2 separate regions of the Drosophila melanogaster genome follow, and region 2 is linked to region 1. The links are chromatin contacts, called in public targeted proximity ligation maps. All regions are on one chromosome and are shown on one strand. The core of a region is the stretch at or near the end of the contact, and the rest is flanking DNA. Distances in the headings are between cores, read along the strand shown.

Region 1 (7,934 bases), core at 3,890-6,389:
TTTTTGCTTCAACCTGGTTTGGTGCCTGCCCTAAAGTATTAAATATTCACTCGTTTTTCGTCATTTATCCCGAACAGAACCGACACTCATTCCTGAGGTTAACTTGACGCGTTAAGTCCTCAAACGGATTTGAGCCACATTCCGGCGCAGAAGGCATTCGGGCCAACTGATAAGAGCACCAGCCGACAGACTTCCTAGCTGAAGTTCGGAGCACAGGAACGGGAAAGGGAACATTGAAGGCAATTTCCATGCAAACTTAGGTCATTTGATGGGTCCCAAAGACACATATATGCTAGGCTCTACCTAACTGTAATTCCGACGAATCCGATTCTATATAGGTCACAAGCTGTCGACTCTATTGCAGTGGCAGTCCGTGCGGGTATTATGGTGTGAGGGTGTGAGGGGTGCGGGCCGAAGAGAGCACATAACTCCATTGCACTCGTTTTTTGGTTCGGGAGCGACGTCCCCAAACCAGCGAACAGCTGCTTTTTCCCACCCCCATAGCACAGTTAACAGGAGCTGTTGGGGACTAACAGGGGTGGGGTTGGGATAGGTTGAATGAAAATAAGGGTGGCTTTCAGCATCCGAAAACATAATATTCCAACTCTGAAGATACATCGTGTATTTTATTTTCGAACATAACATTTCTCAAACAAAATATTTGAGTTAACAGAACCAGTTTGCAGTTCGCTTTTGCATTCGGACCCAAACTTTCAACTTCTGTGCGTTGTACACACAACAAATGCCTGTGGCAATGAATTCAGCCAGTGCTCATGGAGCTAGGTCAACAGTTAGTATTCCATGTAAGCTGGTACATAAATGGTTATATACAATTCTCGCACAAATTTATATAGGCTATATACATATACATATATGGAAAAGTATCCTTTGAGTGGGTGGCTACTGGAACTAAAGCGTCCATGTTTCACTTTCATTCCTGGGGAATTGGGGCGCCTATATGAGGAATGGTTATGCAATTATAGTTTTCAATTACTGCACTCCGTTGTGGGCATTTAAAATCAATTAAATTATCCGGATGGCATCAAAATCAGACTTTGATTCCATTTCCAAGTTCCAAGACTTACAGCTCCACTCAACTCCATAAGAGCAAAACAAATCTTCTCCTTAAAACGAATTAAAAATACGAACTTGAAAACTAATCGCTCTTTAATGATAAGCGGACAACGTAGACCCAACTTAACAATCCGGTTGTGTTTTAATTATACGGCTAGCTCACGGATACGAACTAATAAATACTCATCGGGCGCCATTAATTTACTGGGATTTGATAGGAAAGACTTCGCCCAAAAATTAAGTAGGTTTTCAGGTGCCTAGTTTAAAACCCCCGGCTAAATAACACTGAAAAAAATCATATTGCTTATAATATAAAAAATGAAAGTTAGGGACAATAAATTATTCGAAAACCACCAATTAAATTGACTTTGTGATCCAAAATTTTTAAGAGTGTATTTCAGATAATATTCAGACATAGAACAATTTTTTTCAGTGCGCCTAAAATCACCCAATGCAGACACAGGCAAGTGCAGTTTCCATTTTCCAGGCCTGCGTGCGTGAGAAAATGGAAATGGTTGAAATAACAGGTAAGTTAATAAGCTGGCTGTGCCACCAATGCGTTCAGAGCGTCTTCTCTACCTCCATTGTTTCAGATTTCCGTCGACGACGAAAGACATGAGGCGTTCGGCGTGGAACAAAACCATTCGCTTTTCTGAACAACCTGTCCGAGAGTCCAGGGGTTCTACCACTCTACTCACATACACTCGCTTGAAAGAGTGGACACTATGAGTTTGTACAATAATTGCACAAGTATCACTCACACTGCCCGGTGAAACAGGTAGGCGACGAGCCCAAACTGGGCCCATATGGGTGGCCACGGCGAAGTTGCCGGCAGCAGATGGCAGTGACAAGTGCTTTTGGTTATTGTTATGAAAGAGCCGGACTCGGGCCGAATTGGTTACGAAATCGGATACCAGATAGCACCTCCCAAAAGGGAAGAGTTGAGCATGTGTATGTCAAGCACAAGATGGCTTAAAACAAGTCAGTCTGATTTGGATAAGGTACTCTAGTATCATGTAATTACATGACAATCGCTTTATTTCTAAGATTCTCATTATATTTCTAGCTTTTGAAACTAATGTATGAAAATTTTAACTTACGAAATGCGAGTATGTTTAGAACAAAATGGAACAAATTTGTAATTTCGCCACTGATCTGGATTTCATTTACCCGATTACAGAGCGGTCCGAAAGAGAGACCAACTTAGTTAGCAAATGAAAATGAAATGTTTCCCTCTATGTAATTCTGATTACAAAACAAAATGAGCCACGAAAAAAAAAAAGCAAAACCGGGCTTCGAATGTGCCCCAACCGGCAGACAAAACAACCGAAGACAAATGGCCATAAAATGAAAATTGCAACTTTGGAAATTATTCGGCAAACAAGTTATGAGCAGCCGCGGCATTTGGGCAGTTGCGGCGGCGCCAATTTCCACGGCACCCTTTTCCTCCGGTTTCCTAGCTGGAGCCGCAGCTACTCCTATTTGTACCATTAAGACCGCTTCCGTCTTTGAGGCAAACTGAACTCACATAAATTGACGCACGAGGCGCGCAAAAACAATGAGATGGGAAAAGCATAAACAAAACAGCAGCGGCGGAAAAGCTCTTCGAAAAACAGATGATGAGGAAAATACCCACCGTGCAAAGAAGTGAAAAGTACACTTGAAACAAAAATATAATCCGATATTTGTTTGGACTAATAAAAATTAAACTACCAAATTTATAAAACCGATGTGTAAACAATATGATTTCTTGATCATACTATTTTCTGTCGCATTCAATCGCACTATAGAGAAAAATATAAAAAAAGCATGAGAGCCGCCACCCACCTGCACCATTATGAATTGATTTTCATGTGAGGGCACAGAAAAAATAATATTCGCTTGGGAAAGTGCCCCGGAAAAGTGTGTAACGTGTAACGACCGGCACCGCTCTCTCCCACACTCGCCCTGCCAATTGCTGCAAAAAATTGCCAACCACTGTCACCCGGAGGAATTTATTGCTCCTTTTGTGGGTAGTGCACGCTATCCTTCGAAAACCAAAAAAAAAAAATTTTTAAGTTTTGAAAATATATTTGTTTGACGATTTTCCAGGCACCAGAACTTGGGAGACACAAGTACTTACATACATACATACATAGAGATGTTTTTTTTTTAGATTTTGAAACTCAAGTTCGGAAGACGATGAACTCCATATCGCCGGGGAGTGTGTAACCCACTCCAGCCCTTTCAAATACCTTTCTCCTGTCCCATCACCTTCATCATCCAATCCACCCGATCCAATCTAGTCCAACGCCCTTGCCGCCGGGTTTGCTCCGAAAGTCGACTTGGTCCGCTCGTAACGCAAATGAAGCATGAAGCCTGAAATATTAGCCAAGTGCGCGGCTGGCGAAAAATGCGTCGCCCTGTCGCACAACTAGGCAACCCTGACAGCTGCATTCCGCAAATGCAATTAAACCAACTTTCCAATGATGGATTTTTTCTTTCGATTATAATTCAGCCGTTTTTCCCCGTCTTTTTGCCATTACCTTATTAGCTAAAAACCTGTAGCCTGTAGCTCGGGCAATGACGATAATGATGATATCAAATAAATGACTAGGCGCCCGAGTGCTGCAAGTTTGAGCGGTGAGAAAATTGGCATGCAAAGTGAAAATGTTTTGGGGAAAAAACCTATCAAAGCCAACACAGAAACGCATGTCGAGGGTGTCGAAATTTTTTTGAGACACATTTGTCGAACATCAAATTCGAAAGCCAGCAGATCGGTGGATGGATCGCAAGAATGTACAACTCAAGCTCACAAGCCTCACTCCAGAACACGAGCCTCCATCTACAAGTTCCGCCTGACCAACATGATCCAGGTCCCAGAATGCTGCTTGAGGTCATATCCCTAGTCCTGGTCATCACAACGTTATTTTGCTGCTACTGTTGCGTCAGATGAATGGATCTAAGCGATCCGCTCAATGAAGAAAAATCTCCGAGAGAAATGTGTTTTACCCAATCCTACTTTTTGATATCCGTTAGGAAAGATAGGAAAGATATTAGTCTTCATTTTTCGAATGGACCTTTTTTTATGTAAACTTCAAGCCAATAGTTACAAATTGCATAAATAAGCACGTTACTAAGACAATTGGCTACCTTTTTACACTTTTCTTTTCTACACTTTTTACGGTTTCAAAATGCAGATTTTGAAATCACTTATTCACTTATTATTTACTTTATTCATTGTGCAGAAGCTGAAAACACTTACCAACAAAATTCGAAGCTCTGTTCGTTGCTGGCACAGATGCTGTTTTTTACACAGTTGTTTTTCGGCGTTCAATTACATATATAAAAACAATTCAAAAGAATGGCGAGTCAATTGGAACAGCCACTGCAGAGTCCTAAAGTTGTTGTTGTTGTTGTTTGGAGCTGCTTTTCGGGAACAGGCCAAAAATCATTAGAAATTTCTATACTCGAGCGAGCAACACGTACACACGCACACATACGCACTCGCACACAGAGGCGCACCCACACACACTAATAAACGCGGGCCAGAAAATAAAACGGGAAACGTGTTTGCTTGTGTACTGTTGTTAGAACTGTTGTTGTTGCTGCGTTCGCAGTTGGCTGTTTACGGCAGTCGTTGTTGTTTATACAGGTTGTACATATGTATTTGTGAGCGAGAAAAACAGTTTTCCGCCGCGCCGTAATTGCAACTACTCAGCTTGGTGGATTGGACTCCCGTCAAAATCGGAAATAAAAGGCACTACCCACCCACATACACACACAAACACACTTCTGCCAACTCTCCTCCCTCAACCGCACAAGCGCCGCAGTTGCACCTCGACTGAATTCACGATTTTACACTGCACAGGTGCAGTGCTGCGCAAAACAAAACGCAAGACTCTCGGATCCGAACTCCGTGGCTTTGGGCTTTTCCTGCCTTATTTCCCGTGCGCACATATGTACACATTCACATGTATTCATGTACCAAGGGGCGAAATCACGTCCGAGCGGGGAATTATGTGCTTGCGTGCCGCGCTAAACTCTTAGCCACCTCCTTTTGGCCGAGTTCAAAACGTACTGCCGAGCGTAGGAATTTGTGGATATAAAAATGGGGCGGAGTGTGGCCAGCTGAATCAGTTGAGGTGGGTCGAATCGGACTACGAGCGGTATTTTTATCTGTCCGCAGGCAAGGTCTCTCTGTACGCTCTTACGTTTTTTGTTACGTTGTTCGGCGAAAAGCCTTCAAAATAATTAACAACTTTCTCGGTTTTTGAATTAGTACGTAAAGTATTGCATACAAAAATCAACGAGACGCTGATGGATCAATCTATGAAGCTTTGGGATCAAATAATATATAATATTATATAATGATATATGGCGGAGTTTAAAACCAAACCAATTTCAAGATAATTTTTTATTGCGCGTCCCGAAAGTATGCTACACCCATTCCTTTTTTTTAAATTTATTTATTTAGAAGCGATGAATCCATACAATGCAGCAATAGCAACATAACAGCGCAATTAACATATAAATGATAAAACCAAACCTCTCACTAATCATGTGAGGATTTAAACACCCATTCCTATTTTCAGAATGGAACTCGCACGAGAGCTAACGTTTGAAAACAAATGTATTCATTTACTTTACTTTTTTTATATATCGACTGGTAATTCTTAAGAATAAATCTCCACCCTGTGATGCTAAGATACAATATAATTATGTACGGATTCTTTTTAATAAATATATATAAAAAAATGTATTCATATGATTTTGACAATAATATGAGTATACATATTCCTATATTCTCCTAATATAAATATTAATAGGATAAAAGGACTATAATAAGGTAAATGTAAATATAGTCTAGGAGAAAGTTTTACCAACAATAGGGGTTATAGTCATTCATGTTATGTTATGTTCTGATTCGGGAGCTGAACCCTAACTAAATATATGGGCTCCTTGATATATGACACTTAGGACCTATAGAATATCACATTCTATATCTCGTGTATAAAACAAAACGTGAAGTTTTACCATATTTCGCCAAAGTATATATGTGGGGTTCATCGCTCGTTATATAAATTCCTAACTTGTTTATATAAAATTTGACTCGTTCCGCAAAGTTTTTGCTTGATCAGAGTGCTTTTTAAGATAGGAAAAAAGAATAAGGAATAAGATAGCTATATAGAGTCTTAGGAAATGGTTAGGAAATAATGCAAATAACATAACCTTTTCAACAATATAAGATTCAAAAGTCTGTAACTTCAGGCGATCGGAAGCTATGACAGTACTTACGAGGATTTAAAGCCGCTAAATTAGACGGCTTTTTATTGATCGTCAATCTAAAGATACTTAGATCAACATTTGTTCACAATTTACATGGTACGTTCATACTAAATTCCTTGCTAAAATTGTTAATTCTTTTAAATTAGTGAAAGAGGACTGAGTTGTGTATCAAAAATCAGGACATTTTAATTTAAAAACAAAAGATACCCGATACTTAGCGGTTGGAGTGCTAGGAAGCTAGAATTTAGGTTATACAAATATACAAAGTGAATTAAACATTTTTCTTTTTAATACTTTCTAGCTTCGGTTTATCTACAAATACAAAAGTAAAGCATTTTTGAACACTAAAATAAGGTTTTGATGCAAAATCTTTCGAAATATCTTTTTTATGTGTTATTGAACATAATATTTATTTATATTTTTTCTTTTAATTAGAAGCTATAAATGGCATATAAATATTTCAATATAATAATAATAATAATAATAATAATAATAATAATAATAATAATAATAATAATAATAATAATAATAATAACATGTGATAAATTCCTTTGGTTTTCCCGCTATTCCTTCAAAGCTCGAAGATCCGGATAAAGAGATCCGGCATTAATATAATGAGATTCCGATTTGCGTAAGTCTCGCTTGTAGTCACTGACCACAGCTTCTCCTGTTCGTTTGACCATTTTCTTGGCAATGCCCTTCGGGGTTATGTAGTTCACGTTCTGACTGACCACGAAAACGTTGCCCACCGTGTCAAAGGTGCCACTAGCCAGATTCCCCGTCTGCTGGCCATATCTGAAATAGCAAATAAATATATGTAAATATATGAAATATTAAAAATGCCCGCACTATATGTTTTTCTTTTTCGAAGGCGAAAGAAACCCAAAATGAATATCTAGATCTTAGTAGACCTTTAGTAGCATTACATATTTGAGACGATTCACAACAAGTTATAAAACTTTTCTTTGTGTGCAAGCTTGAGTAACATTTCCCGATCCTTGATCATTTTTGCGATCCTCTGCACATTGCGCATAACTTAAATCTCAGATATATTTAAATTGAATAAACCGTTGCCAGCCTAAGTGATTACTTTCAATTCGGACGAAAATTCGTAATGACATCTGTTACAAAACTGCATAAGCATTAAGAAGCCAAAGCCAACCCACTTGTGTTCGATTATCTTGACGGAGTTTTCACTGAGGCTGGAGCCTAGGATCTTGGCGGAAGTCTCGAGGCCATCGAATACGGTGCTCACTCCTTCCACGGCTCCTGCCGCGATGGTCATGGCGCCCTCCATGGTGCTATTAGCCTCGCTGGTGTCGTAGCCAAATCCCTTCTGCAGCAGTTTAGAGCCTTGCTCCTGAATGTGGGGAGCCAGGTAGCGGCCGACTGCCATTGAAGCAGTGCCCACCTTTCCAGCTATCCATCCTGTCATTCCGGCTGCGGCGTGCGTCACTTTTTGGGCCACCTCAACTATAATGAACAAAAGGTTACAACATAAGATACATTAGATCTATCTTATATGTAATCTGCACATTTCCAAACCATTGATTAACATGATTATCAAACACAAGCACAAACTCCGATCGAGG
Region 2 (7,934 bases), core at 3,716-6,215, 55 kb before region 1:
GAAGTATGACCGTCCTCGGTCATCTGGAACTTGTCAACCGACTTGTCGTATCTCTCGTGCATCTCGTCTCCTCCTCCCACGCAGCCCCGTTAACCAGATGTCGGTAGTTCCAGCCGCTTTCACTTTGTAACGTGTTACGAAATAAATTGATGAAAGGCAACCTGTATTTGCGGGTACACGCTTTAGAATTCGACTCTAGCTCATGGCGTTGGGTGTGGTGGTCGTTATTGTACAAATACCTTTTAGCTACAGACATTTATGAATAAGATCAAGAATTGAGTGTGCTTACAACAACAAAATGGAGGAACTAGTATACAAAATCAGAGGACGCAAATTAATATATTCGAAAGGAGACAGTTCTAGAAGAAGAGGAAAAGCTTGAGAATTGGTTGCTAGCGAAACACCGCTGTAGTCGTGTTCACGGATTGCCCTACCCTACCTATGACCGCTTACCTTAAGAGCATGGCTCTAGTGGCCCCTTTGTGCCCTATGTCCTGAGAAACATCAGCCCAGTTTAGTATTTATATTTTTAGAAATTCATTTTTTTTTTCATTCATGGTGGTGACTAATAATTAATAAGTAATGACTCATAATTATTTATAACTAATAATAAGTACATAATAAATTAAATAGGTACAGAATAAATACAAGCTAAATAAATAGCTTATATAAATGTAAAAATAAAAAAATATTAAATACTAAATTAAATTTAATTTGAATAAAATTTAAAAAAGTAAAACAGCCTCCTCCTCCGGTACACATTAATATAACTTATTGTAAGACCTTATAATATATAAATTAAAAATATAACCTTATTTCTCGTAGTGCAGAATGGCAATTCGGTCATTTTTAATTTTTCCGATGTAGGGTTAGGTCAAACAGAGTTCATCAAGCATTTTATATATATTTTCGATTTTTATATGTTGACTTCATCATCGCTATTTTTTCCTGCGCGCTTAACCTTACTCGATTTTTTTTGGCAAAAACTTAGACCGCGCACCGTTTTGTGGCGAGGAAAACTCACTCTAATAGTATATTTCCGCAATACAAAAAAAAAGTACACGCCCTTAGGTTATAATTTTACAACAAAACGAACTTTTCATGACTTGACTCCACGACTATTGTATTAGAAAAGAAATAAACGGAAACTTAAGCCGGGGTCTAAGCCATCGGCGGTAATCTGGATCAGCTTAAAGTCACTCTAACCAAGTTATCCCAAAACTTTCCGGGTTGCATATCGTCTAGTACATTCCCTATGCATTTAATATGACCCTTAATTAGAATATCACATCTGAGCGCAAGCTTCCAAAAGCTCGCCTTTGGGGAGCTTTCATAGTGATCTACCATAAGGGCTTGTCGCCACCACTGATCACTGATTAAAAATCATTTCTTATCCGCGGAGTATGCAGCATTTCGCCCGCATATGAGGGGATTATTGTCACACCCAATTCCTGTTCTTGGGGTGCCTGTTGTACTTAGCTTTAGTGCGTGTCTTGCAGTTTAAAACTTCTTCGTTGGCGAGTTTGACGAAGTTTTTGCAATGTCAAAATTTGGTTGCTGGGAATTCCGTCACTAAGGCATGCTGGATGCTTGCTACTGTGGGGATTTACAACTTATTTAATCAGTCCGAAAAGAGAGTCTTTATTTTGAAATTGGATAATGGGTCGGTTTTTGGTGTCAAAAGCTGGCTTGAGTCTTCCAGGATTATTTGATTTCTGTAATAGTTCAATGATTTATCGGTAGTTTCGAACGTGTAGGTCGACGACAGTTTACTGTGCACAGTGCCCGGGTCAGAATGGGGTTTGTTTTCCAAGAAATTAATTTTCTGTCGGGCCAAAGCGTCGGCTACATTTTTTTTTCCAGGCTTATAGAACACTTTGGGGCTGTGTTCTTCCTTTCCATCGTTTCTTATTTTTGCATTTCTGTTCCTCTCGGGTACATCGAAGGTGAGAGGCTGATGGTCCGTAAAAATCCGGATCTCTATGGTGCCGTATAGGTAATAGCCCAGACGATTGCTACTCCCTTTCGTCTGTTGCGTTATTAACCACGCAGTCTTTTAATGCGCGAGATATGATAGAGATTGGTCGTCCCTTTTGGCCTTGGGACAGTACCGCAGCGATACCGCTTGCTGAAGCATCTGGATATGTTGGTATCGCATCTTCCGCTCTTCTTTAAAAAAACTTCTGTAATAATTGGCCAGTCCAAAAAAGGACCTGAACAAAATTATGGTTCAGTGTACTCTTGAAAGGTTTTTACATTTTCCGGGTCTGTTTTGGTTCAGTTTGATGGAACAATAAAACACAAAAATTCAACACTTCCTTTGAAGAATTTGGTTTGTTCGGGTGCCACTCTCATGTTGGCTTGGCACAGACATTTAAGTGCTGTCAAAGTGTAAGACGTGGTCAGCAGCAAAGAAAATTATTACATCGTCTATCCGTTTATGGAAAAGGCAGCTTATTCGGAATCTTTTCTGGCCAGATAAATCTGGTGGTACCCCGATTTTAAATCTAGGGTAGTAAAAAATATTGTCTTTCCTAAGTTCGCTAAAATTATAGGAATACCGATCGGTGATGGTTCGTTCATTCAGTTTTCTGAAATCACCAGTCGTTATTTTCTGTTTCCGTCGGCATCAGTTCCTTGCTCCTCTGCTTCCATGGTGTAAGGATATAGCTTGGAATGTACGGGTTCGTTAGTCTTCGTACGAATTGTGACAATGATCGAGGTGTTAAATGGAAGCGCCTCGTTAGAGTGCGAAAACACTTGTTTCCTCTCAAGGATCATTTTATTGAATTCAGCTTACACCGAACTTGGGACTTCTACGTCATTAATATTTGTGAAGTTCACATCGTTGTTGTGTAAATCTAATGCTGCTCCGACCTGCGATAGCAAGTACAAACCTATTATGGCATCAAACGTACTGATGGTATCAAGTAAAAAGAATGGGGCCGTTGGGCCAAATATGTGCATTAAGCACCCGTGAATGGAACTCACAGTGAATGGGCAGTCGAAAAGAGTTATGTTTTTTAGCTCCCTTAGGGGCTTTACATATTACATATTAGAATTTTTAAAACTCTCCCAACCAGCCTTCGTTCAGTGAAGGGCAAGCGGGACCTTCCTCTTAAAATTGATACAGTTTGTCAAGAAACTGTTTACACACTGTGAAATAAGTTGAATTTTTGACTTTAAAGCTAAAAATTAAAGGTTTTTTGCTTAATTAAACGCATTTTTTTTATAAAATATAATTAAACAATATTTATTTTACTTATAAATCAAAAAACAAATTAAAAATATTAAATATACAAGAAAAAAAACAACAAATTCCAAGTTTAAACACTTTTGAGACTGTCAAGAAACTCTTTACACAAAACACTAAATCGATGTTTAATCCTAAATTTTTAAATTATTTTATTAAAATTTTAAAAGTTTTGGTATGTAGTATGTTCCCCATTGGCTTTAGCTACAAGTTGAAGCCCTTTTTTCATGGAATGGACAAGTTTTTGCAGGTCATATTCAAACGGGATCTTTTCACACTCTTCGACTATTACAGTCATAAGCTGTTGTCGTGTTTTAGGTCCCTTTTTGCCACCTTCTTCTTTAAGTAGGTCCACAAATTTTAAATGGGGTTCAGATCAGGACTCTGAGGGGGCGTATCGATCACTTTACCACAGTTATAAGGGCGCCAGGTGCGTACATTGCACTCTTTATGTTTCTGATCATGTCCTCTTAAAATATAAAATTTGGCTTGTTGTTGCTAACTAGACCAAATTTTTCTGCACCGGCCTTCAAATTTGTTTTTTAAGATTCCTAGATATTGCACGGCATTTATTGTGCTCTAAATTAAGGCTAGTTTTCCCACTCCATGGCTGGTGATACAGCCACAAACCATCAGTGACATTTTTCCAAATTTTATCGTTGGAATGATATTTTGTTTTTCTAGCGCACTCAGCGGTTTGCGCCATACTCTGCTTGGCCCGTCGTTATAAAAGAGCATAATTTTTGTTTCGTCACCAAATATGACGTCATCCCAGTACTCTTCTGGATGATCCACCTTGTTCACAGCGAATTAATGACGCTTTTCCATATTGGCATCTGATAGCAAAGGATTTTTCCTCGCAACTCTTGAAGAGTATCTATGGCGTAGGATGACTTGGCGCACAGTTTCGTGTGACACAGTTAGGTGACACTCTTGCCTGATATCCAGAGCAAGTGATCTGACCGGGGGTTCGCAATCTCTATTCGCATAATAAAGCGGTCTACACGCTTTTTAATTTTAATTTTCCGCCCACCACCACTCTTAGGTTCAAGCCTGTCCTCTTTTTCCGAGCCTTTTAAAAAATAGTAGACGGTCTTACGGGATACAGAAAACATTTATACTTATTCTGGAAAAGATTTTCCCAACTGGTGGTTATAGTTTATTAATTGGGTAACTTCAAAGTTTATCTCTTTCCAGGCATTTTATTAAATTTAATAATTCGCTTTAAGCACGTTTGATCAGCAAAATTTCACAAGCAAGATTGAGTAGTAGAATGTAACCGACATTTTGTTATTGATCCGTTATGTTAAGAATGAGCAGCGAGCAATGAAATTCACGGAAAGCGTTCCGTTATTGAGTGGGCATCATTTGTGTGGCTGTTGTTGTTGTTGTATAGTTTCTGGAAACGAAGTAAGGATGAAATAATTGAGTGAAGGTGAGGAATAGAAGAAAAGCATCGCGAAGGCGACGCTTGAGTAAATTAGTCTGCTTAGAACGACAGAAGAAACAACACGCAGGCGACTTGATGTGCTGGACAATATGGACGCTGAAGTAAATGAAAAGTCGCGCTTGGCATCTCCGACATATTCAAATTTGAATAGTATTTGATTAACTAACGCTAGCCACCGGTTTTACATCGATAAAACGATAGGCCACGCACGACCGCACCGATAGCTCCAAAAGCCATCAACCCCCACCCGCACTATCGATAGGCCCTTTTCTTGCATCCCTAAAACATACGCGCAGCGTGGCTGAATAGAAATTATTGCGGAAATTTTCCTTGCAAATCTTGGCCACCGAAAATTACCATGTCGGCTCTCAATCTGACCGTGCGCGTGCACCCGGTGGTGCTTTTCCAGGTGGTGGACGCCTTCGAGCGGCGGAACGCGGACTCGCACCGCGTCATCGGCACCCTGCTCGGCTCTGTGGACAAAGGTGTGGTGGAGGTTACCAACTGTTTCTGTGTGCCGCACAAGGAGCACGATGACCAGGTGGAGGCAGAGCTGAGCTACGCCCTGGACATGTACGACCTCAACCGCAAGGTGAACTCCAACGAGAGCGTGGTAGGCTGGTGGGCCACCGGCAACGACGTTACCAACCACAGCTCGGTGATCCACGAGTATTACGCCCGCGAATGCAACAACCCGGTTCACCTCACCGTGGACACTTCGCTGCAGGGCGGACGTATGGGTCTGCGTGCTTATGTCTGCATTCAACTAGGAGTTCCCGGCGGCAAGAGCGGCTGCATGTTCACGCCCATTCCTGTCGAGCTGACCAGCTACGAGCCGGAGACATTTGGGCTCAAGCTGCTTCAGAAGACCGTAGGCGTTTCGCCCGCTCACCGTCCCAAGACCGTTCCGCCAATGCTGGACCTGGCCCAAATCTCGGAGGCCTCCACGAAGCTGCAGTCCCTGCTGGATCTTATTCTCAAGTACGTTGACGACGTGATCGCTCACAAGGTAACCCCCGACAACGCCGTCGGACGCCAGCTGCTAGACCTTATCCACTCCGTGCCGCACATGACCCACGAGCAGTTCACTCAGATGTTCAACGCCAACGTACGCAACCTTCTGCTGGTCATCACGCTCTCCCAGCTCATCAAAACCCAGCTGCAGCTTAACGAAAAGCTCACCTTCCTGCCCACCGCCTAGAACGACGGCGTTTGTTGAAGTGGTAATATCTACTAAGGGTGGCATTGTAAACTGATTGTGTTTTTTATCAATGGGGGTCTACGTAATAAAGTGCTCTGATCGCCAAAAAAAAAAACCAAAACTTGTATCGATTACTCTGGTCAGAATGACATTCCATACTAAAGAAAATATATATGGGATTATCTTTTTTATAACTCAATTGAAGAATCAGCATGAATCCTGTGACACCTACACTAAACGACCATGTGGCGTTTGTAGGAGCATTCGAATCTACTGAAGACTCTTAAACACAACAGTATTCATCACCAGGAACAAAATAAATGCATGTGCAACTGAAAATTTAGCACCCAACTGCTAAAACAAAATGTTGTGTTTCAGTCTTTGGTGAGCTTCACTATTCTATAGGGTTTCAGGGAGTCGCATCGGTGCTGGGTTTATTGTAAGAATAGTAATATTTATATTCTTTAATATCAAACTTTGATGATCGTACCTTCGGCACACAAAAGTTATAATATCAAATTTTGTGACGAAATATGACAACACATTCTATTAAAAACTAGTTTCTTACATTTTATAACCAGCACCTCGTTGCATCATATGCGTTACTTAACTTTCAATTGTTTGGTAGCACCAGGATAAACTTGAGCTACGCCTACACTTTTCTGTGCAATCTGCATCCTTAATCTTCTAGCATTTATAGTTCATGAGATCTTGACGTTCATGCGGACAAACATGGCCAGATCGACTGCGCTGATTCTTGATCCTGGTGAAGAATAAAAGGTACTCTAAAGAGCATAAAAAAACACACTTTTCATATGAAAGAAGGACACAAAGGGGCTCCAAGATTTCCCCGTATGCCTTAATATATAAATTAATTAAAAAAAAAACTTTTCATATGAAAGTTTGTGTGGCCAATTTAAATATATTCGTAATGCATACTTTTGGGCGAAATTTAAATCTCAGAATGCGGAAGTTTTTTTTTTAAATCAATAACATTAGTTACAGTGTTACATTAGCAGATACTGGTTCCTCCCAAAAATTTATGAACTCAGTTGTAAGTTTTTATTAAGCATGTCGAATTGACATCCACTTTGTTAGCATATTTGTCGGAAATGCGACAGGACAGGTAAGTTATACATTTTAGAACAATTTAATTAACAATGATAAGTTCAGAAACGTAAAATGATTGTTTCATCATTGAAGGACTGTATCTCCTAGTCATTGAAGTATTACCACCAACATACCATACACCTTTTAACTTTAAGCGTTCTGCAGATCAAAATATGAAATAGTTCTTCATTGAAATAGTTTATTAAAAAACTAAACTATATCTTCTTTGATGTATTTATACAGAAAAATTATTCATATACCGATCATGTTTAAAAATTAATCATACAATCCAAGATGTGTATATAATATACAAATTTTCAACTTTATGCGAAATTACAATAAATAAAAATAAGGGATATAAGAAATGAAATCTTTCGCGATATATGCTCACCTCATGCAAGTTTAAGGGTATGTATATAATAATTATGTTAGTGAGTTGCGTGTGGATGGGTGTTTGTATATAGTTTTTTTTAGGTACATTGGATGCGTCGTTAGGTATTTTAAGTGGGCTGTAGCGGGTACAAAAAGTTAGAAACTAACTAATTTAAAAGCGAATTTTCGGATAGAAATAGTAGATTGTGTAGATGTGTAGAGTAGAGGTGTAAATATAAATTCAAAACAATTTCAAAATTTTAACACTTCGTTTAAAGTTAATCCTTTTTTTGGTTTTTTTTTTAAGTTTCAACACACATTACTTTGTTACAATGTTAGAGAGCTTGGCATTTAAACATGTAAAATGTATAGAGTTTGATTTATAACATGTAGAATGCGTTGTATAAAACTTTTAAATCCGAGTTAAAACATTACATAATTTCGTAGGGAAGCATATTAAAGCGATTAACACTAATCTGAAACGTTTTGGATTTGACTTTGTTCTCAACATATGTAGATATATGTATTGTATATATGTGAACGTACGA

The links.
Region 2: a contact with region 1 is called in a targeted proximity ligation map of the Kc167 cell line, with 4 times the contacts expected there. A contact is called at or near these places in 20 of 107 Hi-C or Micro-C datasets (the Clone 8 cell line, the D17-c3 cell line, the Kc167 cell line and 11 more) and 3 of 7 datasets of targeted methods (the Kc167 cell line and the S2 cell line).

What each region holds. Positions count from the first base shown.
Region 1 is chr3R:4,656,784-4,664,717 of dm6, reverse strand. It overlaps smash (smallish), which reads right to left and starts at 5,139. Exons shown (of 14, transcript NM_001259984.2): 1 at 4,319-5,139. lncRNA:CR44156 (long non-coding RNA:CR44156) reads left to right here and starts at 3,779. Exons shown (of 1, transcript NR_073980.1): 1 at 3,779-4,191. It overlaps spartin (spartin,), which reads right to left. Exons shown (of 4, transcript NM_141228.2): 3 at 7,509-7,815; 4 at 6,733-7,137. The coding sequence ends at 6,906.
Region 2 is chr3R:4,711,213-4,719,146 of dm6, reverse strand. eIF3f1 (eukaryotic translation initiation factor 3 subunit f1) reads left to right here and starts at 4,965. Exons shown (of 1, transcript NM_141232.3): 1 at 4,965-6,265. The coding sequence starts at 5,062. The coding sequence ends at 5,904. smash (smallish) reads right to left here. Exons shown (of 14, transcript NM_001259984.2): 14 at 6,954-7,934. lncRNA:CR44923 (long non-coding RNA:CR44923) reads left to right here. Exons shown (of 1, transcript NR_125068.1): 1 at 1-558.